Regions from separate parts of the Mus musculus genome. Here regions 2, 3, 4 and 5 are each linked to region 1. The links are chromatin contacts, called in public promoter capture Hi-C maps. All regions are on one chromosome and are shown on one strand. Each heading gives the region's core, a stretch centred on a gene start, on an enhancer-like site or on the middle of the called end of the contact. The rest is flanking DNA. Distances are from core to core; before and after follow the strand shown.

Evidence for each region. Promoter capture Hi-C pulls out the DNA fragments that hold promoters and counts their contacts.
Region 2: a promoter capture Hi-C map of the HPC-7 cell line shows a contact between it and region 1. The contact joins the promoter of Zfp719 here to the promoter of AI987944 in region 1. A contact is called at or near these places in 4 of 39 promoter capture datasets (the HPC-7 cell line, cranial neural crest, hippocampal neurons and 1 more).
Region 3: a contact with region 1 is called in a promoter capture Hi-C map of liver, with 2.9 times the contacts expected there. The contact joins the promoter of Ctu1 here to the promoter of AI987944 in region 1. A contact is called at or near these places in 2 of 39 promoter capture datasets (liver and pre-B cells) and 1 of 9 other capture datasets (adipose tissue).
Region 4: a promoter capture Hi-C map of the C10 cell line shows a contact between it and region 1, with 7 times the contacts expected there. The contact joins the promoter of Siglecg here to the promoter of AI987944 in region 1. A contact is called at or near these places in 4 of 39 promoter capture datasets (the C10 cell line, cranial neural crest, hippocampal neurons and 1 more).
Region 5: a promoter capture Hi-C map of pre-B cells shows a contact between it and region 1, with 3 times the contacts expected there. The contact joins the promoter of Zfp658 here to the promoter of AI987944 in region 1. A contact is called at or near these places in 6 of 39 promoter capture datasets (the C10 cell line, the HPC-7 cell line, cranial neural crest and 3 more) and 1 of 115 datasets of contacts at active chromatin or transcription factors (astrocytes).

What each region holds. Positions count from the first base shown.
Region 1 is chr7:41,392,083-41,394,782 of GRCm38.p6, reverse strand. It overlaps AI987944 (expressed sequence AI987944), which reads left to right and starts at 1,404. Exons shown (of 5, transcript NM_001199330.1): 1 at 1,404-1,556. Gm17102 (predicted gene 17102) reads right to left here and starts at 1,085. Exons shown (of 2, transcript NR_166533.1): 1 at 763-1,085.
Region 2 is chr7:43,578,255-43,581,075 of GRCm38.p6, reverse strand. It overlaps Zfp719 (zinc finger protein 719), which reads right to left and starts at 1,490. Exons shown (of 4, transcript NM_172482.1): 1 at 1,310-1,490.
Region 3 is chr7:43,670,581-43,673,280 of GRCm38.p6, reverse strand. Ctu1 (cytosolic thiouridylase subunit 1) reads right to left here and starts at 1,250. Exons shown (of 3, transcript NM_145582.1): 1 at 1,206-1,250. It also overlaps a transcript of Siglece not described here.
Region 4 is chr7:43,407,004-43,409,703 of GRCm38.p6, reverse strand. It overlaps Siglecg (sialic acid binding Ig-like lectin G), which reads right to left and starts at 1,424. Exons shown (of 12, transcript NM_172900.3): 1 at 1,334-1,424; 2 at 1,105-1,198; 3 at 596-973; 4 at 183-461. The coding sequence starts at 1,144.
Region 5 is chr7:43,561,063-43,563,762 of GRCm38.p6, reverse strand. It overlaps Zfp658 (zinc finger protein 658), which reads right to left and starts at 1,393. Exons shown (of 5, transcript NM_001008549.2): 1 at 1,342-1,393.

The DNA.
Region 1 (2,700 bases), core at 155-2,654:
CAGAGGTTTCACCAGACTGATTATGACAATTTTACCAATAGGATTGTGTTTCAACTGATTTCTTGTATAATCCCTGGACTGCCTGGTATCCTCTGGAAATTGCTTTGTTGAACAGCCTAGGCGTTGGAACCCAGGTGAAGTTGCCACATACTGGGCCACTGCAGTTTCTGTCACCCAGCGTCAGTAGATGGCATTTCCAAGGCTCCAAGGCAAATAACGGATCAGAAAATAACTGATGGCCTTGGATGAACTTCCAACTACGCAGAAATTACTCAATAAATAAATACATAAAAATAAAGAATAAAAAAGTAAAATAAAAAAATAGGCGTCTCCCAATTGCCCGAATGGGGTGTACAAACCCCATCAATTTCACCCTGTTTATCAGACAGGGTATCTCTTAACCATAATCCAGGAACCAACAGGAAGCTTACTGTTTAGAGTCTGCCATTCACCTTGGGATTCTGCAGAGGGAATGCATTTCCTGGAGACCCTAGACACAGCTGGGTCAGCCCACCCCTCCATTATCCGGGATGAAAAGAGAATTTGGGGCTTTTTCTCTTCCTCCTCCTCCTCCTCCTCCTCCTCCTCCTCCTCCTCCTCCTCCTCCTCCTCCTCCTCCTCCTCCTCCTCCTCCTCCTCCTCCTCCTCCCCTCCTCCTCATCCTCCTCCTCCTCCTCCCCCCCCCCTCCTCCTCCTCCCCCCCCCCCACCACCATTTCGGTCCAAATTAAAAGCAACAGTTTATTAAATATTAGGTACTGACCAAGAGATGGACCTGGGTCAGAAATATCCGCAGAATTTCCCAGCCGGAATAGCCCCCGGTCACATATTGTAGGGGTTTATACAGATAATCAATTTGGCCACCGCACTTTCTCACGAGGGTTACTTAGAAAAAAAAACTACAATTCCCAGAATCGCTAGAAGTTACCTGGCTCCTGGGCCGGTAACGCTTACAGGCTAATTTTGGCAATTACATACGCAAGCTTGATTTCCATTACATATCCACCTTCATTTCCGGAGGAAGAAAGGGAAGTGCCTAATGAATAAAGCAAAGGTAGTTCAAGCAAGCTCCAGATTTCCCGATTTAGAGAGCTAGGGAGGGCAGGGTCAATTCCTACAAAGGGGAGGAGCAGCCCGAGCTGACGCGGTGGGTTCTCCCCAGAGCTGGATGGGAAGACAGACGGGTATGCTTTTGGAAAACAGGCACAAGCGCTACTGAAATTCAAATCTCTGTGTATCTGCAGAAAGAATGATACTGTAGTGGAAGACCAGGCCAGCAACCAAGCGGAGTCCCATCTGCACATTCTAACCCTAAGGGAGGTTTAATGGCCAATCAGAACCTTGAGGTGGAGCTGTTCATGTTACGCAAGACTTAGTGACCAATCGGAGCCTTGGGGTGGATTTGTCAGTCAGGAGAGAAGGCGGGACCTTCCGGGTTCCTTGCGGCAGTTTCAGCTCTATAACGGACCCTGCTGGAAAAGTTCTGATTGTTTTTCTCTAAGCGCTGCTGCTGGGTGCTGTGAGGGAAGCTCTAGCAAGTTGCTAATTCGCGACATGGTGAGTGCAGAGCCACTGCCCACAGAGGGAAGGAGCAGGCAGTTGTGTAGCAGAAGTTGGTATGGTGGCTTGTCCCTGGGTCTGGGTGGTAAGTGTGGCCAGATCTGACCACCTGTTACTTCCCTTTTTGTCCTAGTCATTCCCTGAACCCAGCGGTGGGCTGTGAATAACTTCACTATGAGGGCGGCATCTGCTCAAAGCATCTGGCTCAGAGACTTGTGTGTGGAAACATCCTTAGCAGGATGTCAAACTCAGAGAGGCCTAGTTTCTCTACTTCTAAAAGTTAACTCCCCCATCATTTAACATTTAGCTGTAAGACCTATTTGGAGTTAATTCTGTAGAAGTTATAAAAGGCATCTCATGTTGGGTAGCACTCCCATATCAAACTGTGGTGTAGAAGAGTAGAATTGATGATGTTAAAGGATTTACCAATGCTTAGGAGATAGTTAAGCGACAGCAAGTAGAGTTTAGCTGAGGGAGGAATGCCTCTGAGACACCCTACAGATAAGTAGTGTGCTAACCAGACCCGTTAGAGATCAGGATGCTAGGATAGATATATTTGTTCACTAGGATTGTCCAGAAAAGTGCTCCAGTGCTTAACAAAGGAGGCTACTCTGATTGACAACCAGCCACTAGGGCCATCCTCATAGCAAAGAACTGGCTGCTCAAGGGAGCGTTATAGAGTCCCAATCAACATTAAAGGCTGTTTATCACAAAGTGCTGCTAGTTTTCTTCTTGAGAAAAAGCATAGTTCTGCCATATTCGCAGGAGAACACCGGCTGGCAACTCTTTGAAAAGGGAAAACACTGTTGGGTCCAGGACTGGCTTGATCAAGCAAGGCTTTCTGTGAGGCCCTTATGTATAGAAAATGGCATAGCTCTTTCTCAAACCCAGGAACATGCTTGACAGAGCCAGGTAGGCCCTCATGTATTGAGAGTAAAATAGAACTTTTCTTTTTCTTTTTCCTTTTTTTCTTCCTTTGTCTTTATTATTAGTAGTAATTATTTTACTTATTTACATTCAAATGTTGTCCCTTCCTGGTCTCCCCTCCACAACCTCCATCCCATCCCCTCCCCTTTGCCTCTATGAGGGTTCCTACCCACTCACCCACTCCTGCCTCACCCTTCTAGCATCCCCCCCTACC
Region 2 (2,821 bases), core at 241-2,740, 2.2 Mb before region 1:
ACTTTACCTCTCCGCCTGCTCAACGTTACCACTGTATGGAGTCTCAACCTCTGCTTTTCTTTTTTTCCTTAACATTTCTTTAGGAGGTGGGGAATAATTGGAGAAGGCAGCTCGCCCAACATTAACGGAAAAAAAAATTTTTTTTTAAAGATTTATTCTTACTATTCAAACATTTAAAAATGAAACGTGTGTGGGTGTTTTGTCTGTCTTTGTCTGTGCACCATTAGCTGGGAGGCCAGAAGGGAACACGGATCCCCTGGAATCGTCCCACCAGGCAGTTCCAAGGCACCATGTGGTGTGGGTGCTGGGAACCCAACACTGCTGACCCACATCTCCACTCTCCTGCCTTTCCTCCTCACTGGTCTCTTCAGTAGGCAGACTGGATGAGGCTGGCCCTTGCCTGTTTGGATGCAGGAACCCAGGCTTCTGCCTTACAATCTTTTTACAGCAGCACCTTTCTGCGTAACTGCCAATTACCAATCCTTGCCAAATTCACAGATCCCAGGCACAAGTCAAACCTCCGATCAGACCTCACATCAGCAAAGGACTGCAGTATTTATGTAAACTTTCAATTGTAACTGAAATGACTAGTTTTTTCTTAAATCTTTCTTCTGTCTTCAGTTGCATACGGGGGAAAGGAAATATCCAGAACACCTAAGGGCAGCCCCAAGGCTATGTCCCCGCTTAGATAACTGTGACCACATTAAATATACCTAAACACATCTCCTGGCTTCTAGGCAGTGCCTTCTATTGCTAATACTGCTTAGGCTGACAGAGATGGAGGGCACTGGGTCTCCAGTTTGGACCAAACGTAAATAAATTCATTTCCCCGTTTTCTCTTACTCTTTGGAGTTTATCTCCTCTCGAAGGCCAGTGTTTGACCAGGAGCCAGGGCTCCAGTTACCAGCTACTCAAACAGCCCAGAAAGCGACGCGGTCGCCCTCACAAAGCACCCTACACTGGCCTCAAGCTCCATCGCCTGACTCCTAAGCCAATCACAGACTGAGCGGATCACAAGCCATCTCAAGGTCCTCGCCCTGAAGCTCCCGGATGCTGCAGCGCCCACTCACTGAGTCCTGCCCCGAATGCCCTCACATGGTAATTTTCACGGACGACGGTGGGAAATCCCACAGGACAGCATACTGGGAAGTGACAAAATACAGACGCGGAAAACCCGCAGGAACAGAATGAAAGAGAACCGAACGACCCCCACTTTATCCACCTCATCCCCCCCTGGGGCCGATTCAACCATCACTCAGCACAAACCGGCGCTCAGCAGCACAGCGTCCTCTGCTCCACATCCACTCACCTCACATTACACCTTAGAGAAGCTCTGCACACGGCACGCCAGGACTGCGAGACTTCCGCCCACAGACACCCACAATTCCATGGGTTCGGATTCCAAACACCCACGCTACCCTGGCAACGACAGGAGAGGCGAACTACTTTAAGATCTGAGCGGATGTGATCACTCTAGGCCACTTCCGATTTGAATAAGGGTTCCCTCAGTTCACTACCACGTAGCCCTGGGTGGCGCGCATGCGCACCACCACTGGCGGAAGTCTGTCTTGCCAGTACTTATTATGGCTCATCTGGTGGTTTCTGATTTTTTTTTTTTTTTTTTTAACTTCTTCCTAGAAAGTGCCATGGCTGAACCCACACTCCCGTGACACAGAGGCAAGCATCAAAGCGCAACGGTTCCATACAGCCGACAAGAATGTGATAGGTGAAAGTCCAAGGCTGTCTCACATGCTTAGGGGATTTATTAACGTCTTGTATGTGTATATAATTCTAAGACACTGTAACATTACATCTTCCTAAATGTACCTTTTTTTCCCCTGTATTTTATTAGATTTACTTTATGTATTTTTGCCTGCATGTTGAGTTTATAGCATCCAGGACAGCTGCAAGAGCAACAAGTGCTTTTAATCTGTTTCTCTTTTTCTTCAACTTTCTCTTGATTTTCACCAGAATTGAAAGAAGTTCTTATTTTTGAGATGACCTCACTATATTGGTCTGACTGGCTTGGAACCGGACATGAAGGTCATTCTGGCCTTGGACTCTCAGACATCTCATGGCCTCTGTTTCCCGAGTGCTGGGATTAAAGATGTGTATCACCACACTGGCCTTTTCTAATTTTTCAAAAATTGAAAACTATGTGGGGTTATTAGGAAACAGGAGGTAAGTCATATGGAACACCAACGGTGAGAAACTGAGATAAGCCATCATTTACGTCATACTGAGGCATCTCACGGTTCCCAGAGGATAGAAACCTGTTCTTACTTAGAAGTAAAATGTCTTCTAAATCGCATAATAGAAATAATGTAGAACTAGGTGGGCAGTGGAAATAATGATAAACAGGGACACTAGTCAAATGGGAAAAACACCTAGCACTGTAGTGAATAAATTAGTAGACCTAATGTACATTATAAGAATAAAGTATAAAATTGTGTGAGTTATCTCCATATTAAACACATTCTAGCCCTGGACAGTCTAGAACAGTGGTTCTCAACCTGTGGGTTATGACCCCTTTGACAAACCTCTATCTCCAAAAATATTTACATCATGATTCATAACAGTAGCAAAATTACAGTTATGAAGTAGCAATGAAAAATATTAGAAAGGTTGAGAACCACTGGTCTGGAACTATGTAGACCAGGCTGGCCTTGAAGTTACTCTGATCTTGTCTATACCAGGGAAGTTCTAGGATTACAACAATGTGCAATCATGCCCAGTTCACACATAGTCTAGAGCTTCCCACTGAGAACAGACTACAGGAATAATGATTTAGGAAACAGTTTCATCATCAAAGATACACCTC
Region 3 (2,700 bases), core at 1-2,500, 2.3 Mb before region 1:
AGGTGACCCTCATTGTTTGATTATCCTGCACAACTCAGAACACTGGCACAGCCTGCTTGTCTGGGTCACTGGTCTCTGCCTTGGCCTCCCCTCCTTCACGACAATTTGCATATAACAACCTGCAGATCCAGCCCAGTTACCTTTTTGACAGGTCCGTGAATGATGCTTGGGAGGCCCCGTGGCTCCTTTCCAGAATGCTCTCAAGTATCCCAGGAACACTCCTTTCCTCTGGCCCAAAGAGTTCTTTCTGATCACTGAACCCAGCAAGCAGCCCTCAAGACTCCCCTAACTCTCCTGGCTGAGCACTGCCCCTTGAACTATCCTCCTCAGCCTTTGTTTCTCCCCTTCCTCTCGCCCGGATTAGGTTCACACCAGTCTCTCCTCACTTCTCCTCACGCCCTGCCCAGCAAGCCCTAGAATCATCAGGCTCAGAGGTGCCTCCAGGCTTGACCTCCTAACGACCCACTTAGGATCCTTGCAGGGCACCTTTCAAGTGCTCCCCAAATCTGTCCCTTCTGCCTGGCTTATCTGTCTCCTGAGAGTGCCCACCACCTTCTACCCCCGCATTTATGCAGAATGGCGTGTAAATACACTCTCTGTTCTCAGTCATCTAATCCTGTGAGGGGGTTGCTATTGTAAGGAGTAGCTTACAGACACACGCAGAAACAGAAAAGGGGGATACCACATCAGTAGTAGCCCTGAGATCATGGAGGGAACCTGGTTGATAGATATATCAGTAGTCTTTAGCTGACGGAGCGAACAGGGCTTATGCTAATTAAGTAAGTATCTGGGATGATGGGGGAAAGAATTGTGTACAGACTGGCGGCAAACCCCCGAGGTAATAACAGGCGTGGTGGTGCACGCCTTTAATCCCAACACTCAAGAGGAAGTGGCAGTTGAATTTCTGCAAGTTCCAGGCTAGCCTGATCTACAAAACAAATTTCAGGGGTGCCTCCGGGTGGCCAACTCTCCTAAAGGGCAGAAGAGGCGTCACCAGAACATATTTAACAGGGGCAAGAGAAGGCAGATGATCTGTTACCACCAAATGAACAAAGCGGCCTGGCAAGAGACCAGACTAGGAGATCCTGGCCAGAACGCGAGTTGACAATCATAAAAGCGAGTGCCAAATCTCTAGAAAGACCTTCAGCTCTCCCGTGGCACCATGGCCCCAAGCCCGTAGGAACCGGAGGAAGAGGAACACTAACCTGAGTGGAACGAGCTGAGTACTCTGCCTGCCACGCGGAAGCCTGGAGCGGAAAAATGCCCTGGGACTACAATTCCCATAAGGCCTTGAACTGCTTTGCCTACGACTTCCAGAATGCAACAGCTCCAGACGCGGGCCTGTAACTCTACAGCAGCTTGGACTCCAATTCCCAGAAACACTTGAGAGTACAGCTTTCCTTCTGCCAAATGCCTCCCCACGGGCCGACTCTGTAGGGCGCACACCAGGGCCTGGGAACCGAGCCCAGAATCCTGATGTTGTCCGGCAACGCGAGGTCACCAGAAGGGAAGTTGAAATCAGAAGTGGTTGAAATCAGAATGGCTGCAGTATAATTTCCTAGTTTTGTGGACTATCATATACTTCTGCTACTTGCTTGCTTCTCAGTCTCTGTTACTGTTTCCCCCTCCCTCTTCTCTGTGTCTCTCTCCCTTGCTCTCTCTTTCTTTGATTCTCTCCCCAGGATCTTACCATGTAGCCTAGGCTGTCCTGGAGGAACTAGCCATATAGACCAGGCTGGCCTTGAACTCAGAGACCCACCTGCATCTGCCTCCAGAGTGCTAAGATAAAAGGTGTATGCAATCTTGCCCCTTTCTGTCTTCCTTCCTTCCTTCCTTCCTTCCTTCCTTCCTTCCTTCCTTCCTTCCTTCCTTCCTTTCTCACAAAGGTGGAAGGAGTCCAGATGACACACAGCTATGTAAGCTATTGTAATACACATCAGTAAATTGTCGTCTTGTACTGTTTAAGGTCACCGGGAACCTGGCGTCCCAGCCCGACTTTAGACCCAAGCATTTTGTCTTAAAGCGTTCTCCAAGACCGCTTCCTCAGTCACCAGCCGGCTTCCTGGTCCTGTGAGAAAGTGAAAGAGAACAGCCAAATAAAGTGGAAACGCTACTTCCTTAAGAACAGGAGAGTAAGTTCTTAGAAGAAAAATAGTGTATCCTTGAACACAGATAGGATGGGACCCATTCCCAGAGACCTCTGCTACTTCTCATCCCATAGGACATCTGTGGTGGGAATGGTTAGTTGGGAGTCTGTCTTCCTGGGATCCTCTTCTTCAGCCTCCTGCAGACTGTGTGTGGTTCCCAGCTTCCCCAGTCTGTTTCTACTGGATGTTTGTTTCATGTCTGACCTGGTGCCCCATTATCTTTCTGCAGTTTGCTGTTTATGCACTTGAAATGAAAAGCATTCCTACTGTGGATCATTCTCCAGTTTCAGACAGCTTTCTACCGACGAACCACACTCCAGCCCCTCACTAGGGGATTCTAGGTAGGGACTCGATTATTGAGCCACTTACTACCCAGGAACTTACTGGGAAATTCTAGGCAGGGGTTTTAACACTGTGCCACACCCTAGCCTCTCATTAGGGGATTCTAAGTGGATGCTCTATTACTAAGCTAGGTATATTCCCAGCACCTCATTGGAGAAACTCTAGGCAGAGGTTTTAATAGTGAGCCATGCCCCAACTCCTCAGTATTGGT
Region 4 (2,700 bases), core at 175-2,674, 2.0 Mb before region 1:
AACCACCACCTCCCGTATATGTGCTGCTGAGGATGGAACCCAGGGCCTCGTGCATGCTGGGCAAGCACTCTACCAACTAAATGACATCCCCACCACACCTCCGTGAACCCTCCTGAGCATGGAGTTGGGGAATTCTCTACCTCCTACCACCAGGACAGCCCAAAGCACCATACCATACTCACAGGCCACTCTTAGTCGGACAGTCCTTTGTGTGCTCATTCTAGAGAAGTCCAGCTGACATGTGAGCTCAGTATCATGGTGTTGAAGTCCTGGGATAAAGCTCAGAACTGAGTAATTGGATGTGTGCGGTCTGCTTTCTTGGAAGGAGACAGCATCCCCCATCCAGGAGAAAGAAGGAGCTGGGCATTGGTTGAAGGTCCAGGAAAACAAGCAGACAACGGTCACTGGCTCCCCAGGCTCCAGGACCTCAGGAATGAAGATATCTGGCTTCTGAGTCAGGGCTAAGGGAGAGGATACCAATCCTGTGACTCCAGCGGCTCCTCCCAGAAGTAGTCTTCTTTGCATCACAGTTTATCTTCCACTGTCCCTCCCCCAGTGAGAGACCAAGGTTCCCTGCTATGTCTACAACTCTTACCTTCCACTTGTAGCCTGAACTCCTCCTTGAAACTGAATCTCTCAAATCCTCTCTCCATCCGGAAGAAATAGTTTGTTGAGTCTCCCCACTGAACATCTTTGATTAGCAAGGAACAGTTCTTTTTAGAGATATCCCCCAAGAGCTGGAAGCGCCCTCGGGCTTCCCATTCTAACACTTTATCTTTGTTATTTGTGGCCACTGGAAATGAAAGTGATGGTTTTCTGATGCCTTTGAACCAGTAGCCATAAAGTGGGGAACGGTTAAGCCATTTTCCCTCAGGGGAGGAGAAGGAGCAGGGCACGAAGATGCACAGACCCTCCTGTGCCTTCACAATTCTCTGCACCTGTAGGAAGTAGCTCTCCATCTGACCTTGAGGCCCTGTCGGAGACAGAGGCATAAGCTTTAGCCCCAGCCCCAGCCCCAGCCCCAGCCCCAGCCCCAGCCCCAGCCCCAGCCCCAGCCCCAGCCCCAGCCCCAATTTGAGCCACTCTGGCCTTGGACCCACTCACCATCCAACAGGAAGGACAGCAGGAACAGCAGCAGTGACATCGTGGCCTTAGGGGGATCTTGGACTTGCACAAGTTGGCCTCCTTCTCAGCTGGTCTGTGTTTGATTGGAGTGAGAGAGGAGGGGAAATGTAGGCGGAAGCTGAGCCCTGGGTACCGGTGCAAGACAAACTGCAAGTTTCGAGCCCATTGCATCTCCCTTTCCCTCCACTCCCTTCTCCCCCATACCCACCTGCCTACTCCATGTTTTATGGAGCATTTGGCCCTTGGACATTTGCAACTGATCCTTCCCAGCCCTCTCTAGTGGCTGGGAGGGAGGGAACAGAGCTATGCCTGGCCTGGGGACCTTGCTGTGGGTGAATATAGGTTGGGGCTTTTCTTTAGATGCTAGGTCAGTAAGAAAGCAGAAGTAAGAGTTTTGGGTGGTGCTTCTTGAAGTGAGTCCTGGTGAGTGCAGGAGAGCGAGACCTCCTGGCTGATGTTCAAATTTAAAAACAAATAGGTAGTCACTATATTTCTTGGTATGAAATGTCTCAAATACTTTGTGAGTACTATTTACACTTAGAAGAGGAGGAAGAAGAGGGGGGAAAGAAAAGGAGGAGGAAAAGATGAAAAAGCTTGGTTTGTATGATGTTCAAATGTAACTGGATATTTCTCACTATGCTTTTTTTTTTTCTTTGCTTCATGCTAAATCAGAAAAATATAGACTGGTCTTCTACCCCTTCATCCTCCCTTGTGAGCTACTGACACTTTGAACTCTAAAAGTACCCACAGGCTTCAATACAATTCAACACAGTTCCCCGCTTGTCCTTCCTCTTCAGTCAGAGAACTGAATTTCCCACTTGTAATTTATGCGTTGATGAGGTTTCCCATATCTGGGGCTGACGATGTTACTAGGAACCAAGCAACCTAAAGGGTGCAAGGTGTGTATGTGTGTGTGTCTGTCTGTCTGTGTGTGTCTGTGTGTATGTGTCTGTGTGTCTGTGTGTGTGTCTGTCTGTCTGTGTGTGTCTGTGTGTATGTGTCTGTGTGTCTGTCTGTGTGTATGTGTCTGTGTGTCTGTCTGTCTGTGTGTGTCTGTGTGTATGTGTCTGTGTGTATGTGTGTGTGTGTGTCTGTCTGTCTGTGTCTGTGTGTATGTGTCTGTGTGTATGTGTCTGTGTGTATGTGTCTGTGTGTATGTGTCTGTGTGTCTGTGTGTCTGTGTGTATGTGTCTGTGTGTATGTGTCTGTGTGTCTGTGTGTATGTGTCTGTGTGTCTGTCTGTGTGTGTCTGTGTGTATGTGTCTGTGTGTCTGTGTGTATGTGTCTGTGTGTCTGTCTGTGTGTGTCTGTGTGTATGTGTCTGTGTGTCTGTGTGTCTGTGTGTCTGTGTGTGTGTCTGTGTGTGTGTGTCTGTGTGTACGTGTCTGTGTCTGTATGTGTATGTGTGTGTGTCTGTGTGTACGTGTCTGTATGTGTGTCTGTATGTGTGTCTGTGTGTGTGTCTGTGTGTGTCTGTATGTGTCTGTGTGTGTCTGTATGTGTATGTGTGTGTCTGTATGTGTATGTGTGTGTGTGTGTGTGTGTGTCTGTCTGTCTGTGGGTGTGTCTGTGTGT
Region 5 (2,700 bases), core at 144-2,643, 2.2 Mb before region 1:
GCTGGCCTGCGGCTCTCTGCTTCCTGAGTGCTGGGACTAAAGGTGTGCGCCATTGTGCCCAGCTCTCACGAGAGCTCTTTTAAGCATGCCACCAGCATTGATACAACCATTTCTCTCTCAGAAATGACAACTAAGCTTATGGGCTGTTCCAGAACACACCCTAAGAGGAAGAGCAGGACCAGTCCCGTTCCTTCCCTACTCTAAACCACACCCAGTGCCCATGATCTCGGGCGGTCTCTGTGTGCCCAGCACCCAGAACCCTTTCTCCTTCTGAGAGCAGAGATGTGGTGCAGTGTGGTGTGGTGATGGCCACTCCTGGCTCTCTGTGCCTGTCTAGACATTTTCGTTTTCATCTATGCCCACATTGACATCCTGTTTCTCTTCCTTAAATTCAATGGCTCAATCCCTTCCCTGACTTGGAAACCCTGCACATAAACACCAGGCCCTCGACACAAAACATTTCTCCCTTGTCCACAATGTTTTTATGGTACACAGGACATATTCACTGTCATTCTGGACTTTAAGTAACCTCTGATAAGTGGACTGACCACAGGATTAATTTAACCACGGGGTTAAAATGGGCATACCTAGTTCCCCAGAACGTTATTACTTTGGCAGCCAAGATGACAATTTACTAGTTTCCAGAGAATCTTCAATAAACTCAATAGTGATACCCAAGGAACATACAACCTCCAATAAGGACACAGGGTCCTTCTGCTCAAGTGCCAATCACTGACTCTTATTGTGACCATATGGTCTCAGCAGAGGCAGCATTGACCCGCCTCATGTCCCAGCCCTCACATAAAACGGCCCGGGGATTAGGATTTGCCTTTTAAACGTTTGCTTTGCAGCGCTAGCTCTCTACAGGAGACTACATGCTGGGAACGAAAAGGTCCTGTTTTACAAGCCTTGCTACCTGCACAAAGGCTCAACTTGCAGCTCCGATGCCTGTGCCCTCTTTGCATATGCAAATCCCCTGGCTTTTGTTCCACGTGTTCTTAGTATTAGTTCCGCAGGCAGAAGCCACAGGCTGACCGAGAATGGCTGGCTTTCCCAAATTAAGCCCAAACCACAAATAATCTCATTTTCCATTTGTATCTGCCTGTTCTCTTCTCGCAGGCTACTACTAGAAAGCAGCGCGATCGCCCTCAGAGACGCTAGCCCCAGGCTTGCGGTAGCTGGCTGCACTGTCTGTCTCTCTCAGCAACCCTGCTCTCCCAACTCCCATAGGATTCCCACCCCAGCTCAACCAGGGCATCCCTCCAGTAGCTGTGTCAGCTGTCACTCAACACAAATCAGCGCTCAACAGCACAGCATCCTCCCTGCGCCCCTGCCGCTCACCTCTCACAACAATGCAGAGAACTCTGCACAGGACGCGCAGTGTCCCTCCCTGCGACTTCCGCCCCCGGGCCCTCAGTGTTAGAATCCAAACTCTCCTGGAGTGCGGGCAACAATAACAGAACTGATCTGCGCGGAGATTTAAGCGGATATGACCGCTCGAGACCACTTCCGTTTACTGCGAATCAGTGTTCTTCGCCACCCTCCCACACCCCCTTTTTTCCCCTTGTGGAGGCTGGCGAAGCGCATGCGCGCTACTATTTGTGACGCTACAACTTGCCAATACTTCACTTGGATCTTCCTGTAGTTTCTGTTCCTTTAGGAGCTGTCATGGCCACTCCCACAATACAATGATACAGGGACCACCATCACAGTGTGCACATAAGCAGGCAAAGCTTGTGGACTGTGACACAGTGAAAGTCCAAGGCTGTCTCATATTTTCAGGGGATTTTACTTCCTACCTATACGTGTATATCAGTTATTTCCAAGAGACCGGGATGCTGCATATTACTAAAAATACCATTTTTTTTTCTGTATATTCTCAGGGACTTAAAAGATTTTTTTCCTCTAAACTAAGAAGTAAATAAAAAATAAATTAATAAATATAAAGAAAAAAAAAACTAGGTTTGTTGGGAAATGGGAATTGAAGCCATGTGGAATCTTTAAAGATGAAGGTCTGAAATAAATGTGACACTGAGGCTTTTCATGGGGACCAGAGGTGGAGAAAATCTGTTGTCAATGACAAGTGTTTTTATTTTAATTCTTCATTATTTATTGTGTGTTTTGCATATATAAGAAATAGTGTAGAGGAAGGTGGAGAGGGAGATAATGATAAATGGTGAGAGATCAATTGATGACGAAAACGTGCAGTACAGTAGAGGGAATAAATCCATAGGCCAAAGTCGAATATCTGAACAAAATGAACGATTGTGTGCAGTATCTCAGGTTAGCGTTCTCTAGTTCTGTGTAGACAAGAGTATAGCATTGAACATGGTATGATCCCCTGCTTCTGCTTTCCAGGGCTGGGGGGTGGGGGGGATATGCCATCATGCCTAGCTTCACATATGATTTTGATTGTCTTGAGAACAAATTATAGTACTGGTGCTCTTGTGACCAGGGTTTTGTGTCCAAAGATACAGCTCCGGGGGTCCCAAAAAGTAGTCTCAGCCACCCATCACCACATGCCAAATTATATTAAACCACATAAAAGTTAATATGCAAATATCAACTTCTGATCGATTCTCTGCTACATCTTAGCATATGATTGATACCCACACGCACTTATTGCCTCCCGGGCACCACCTTGCTCTTCCACAGGCTCTCTCCTTATGCTTATGACCTCTCTAGGCTGTAAATGTGGTA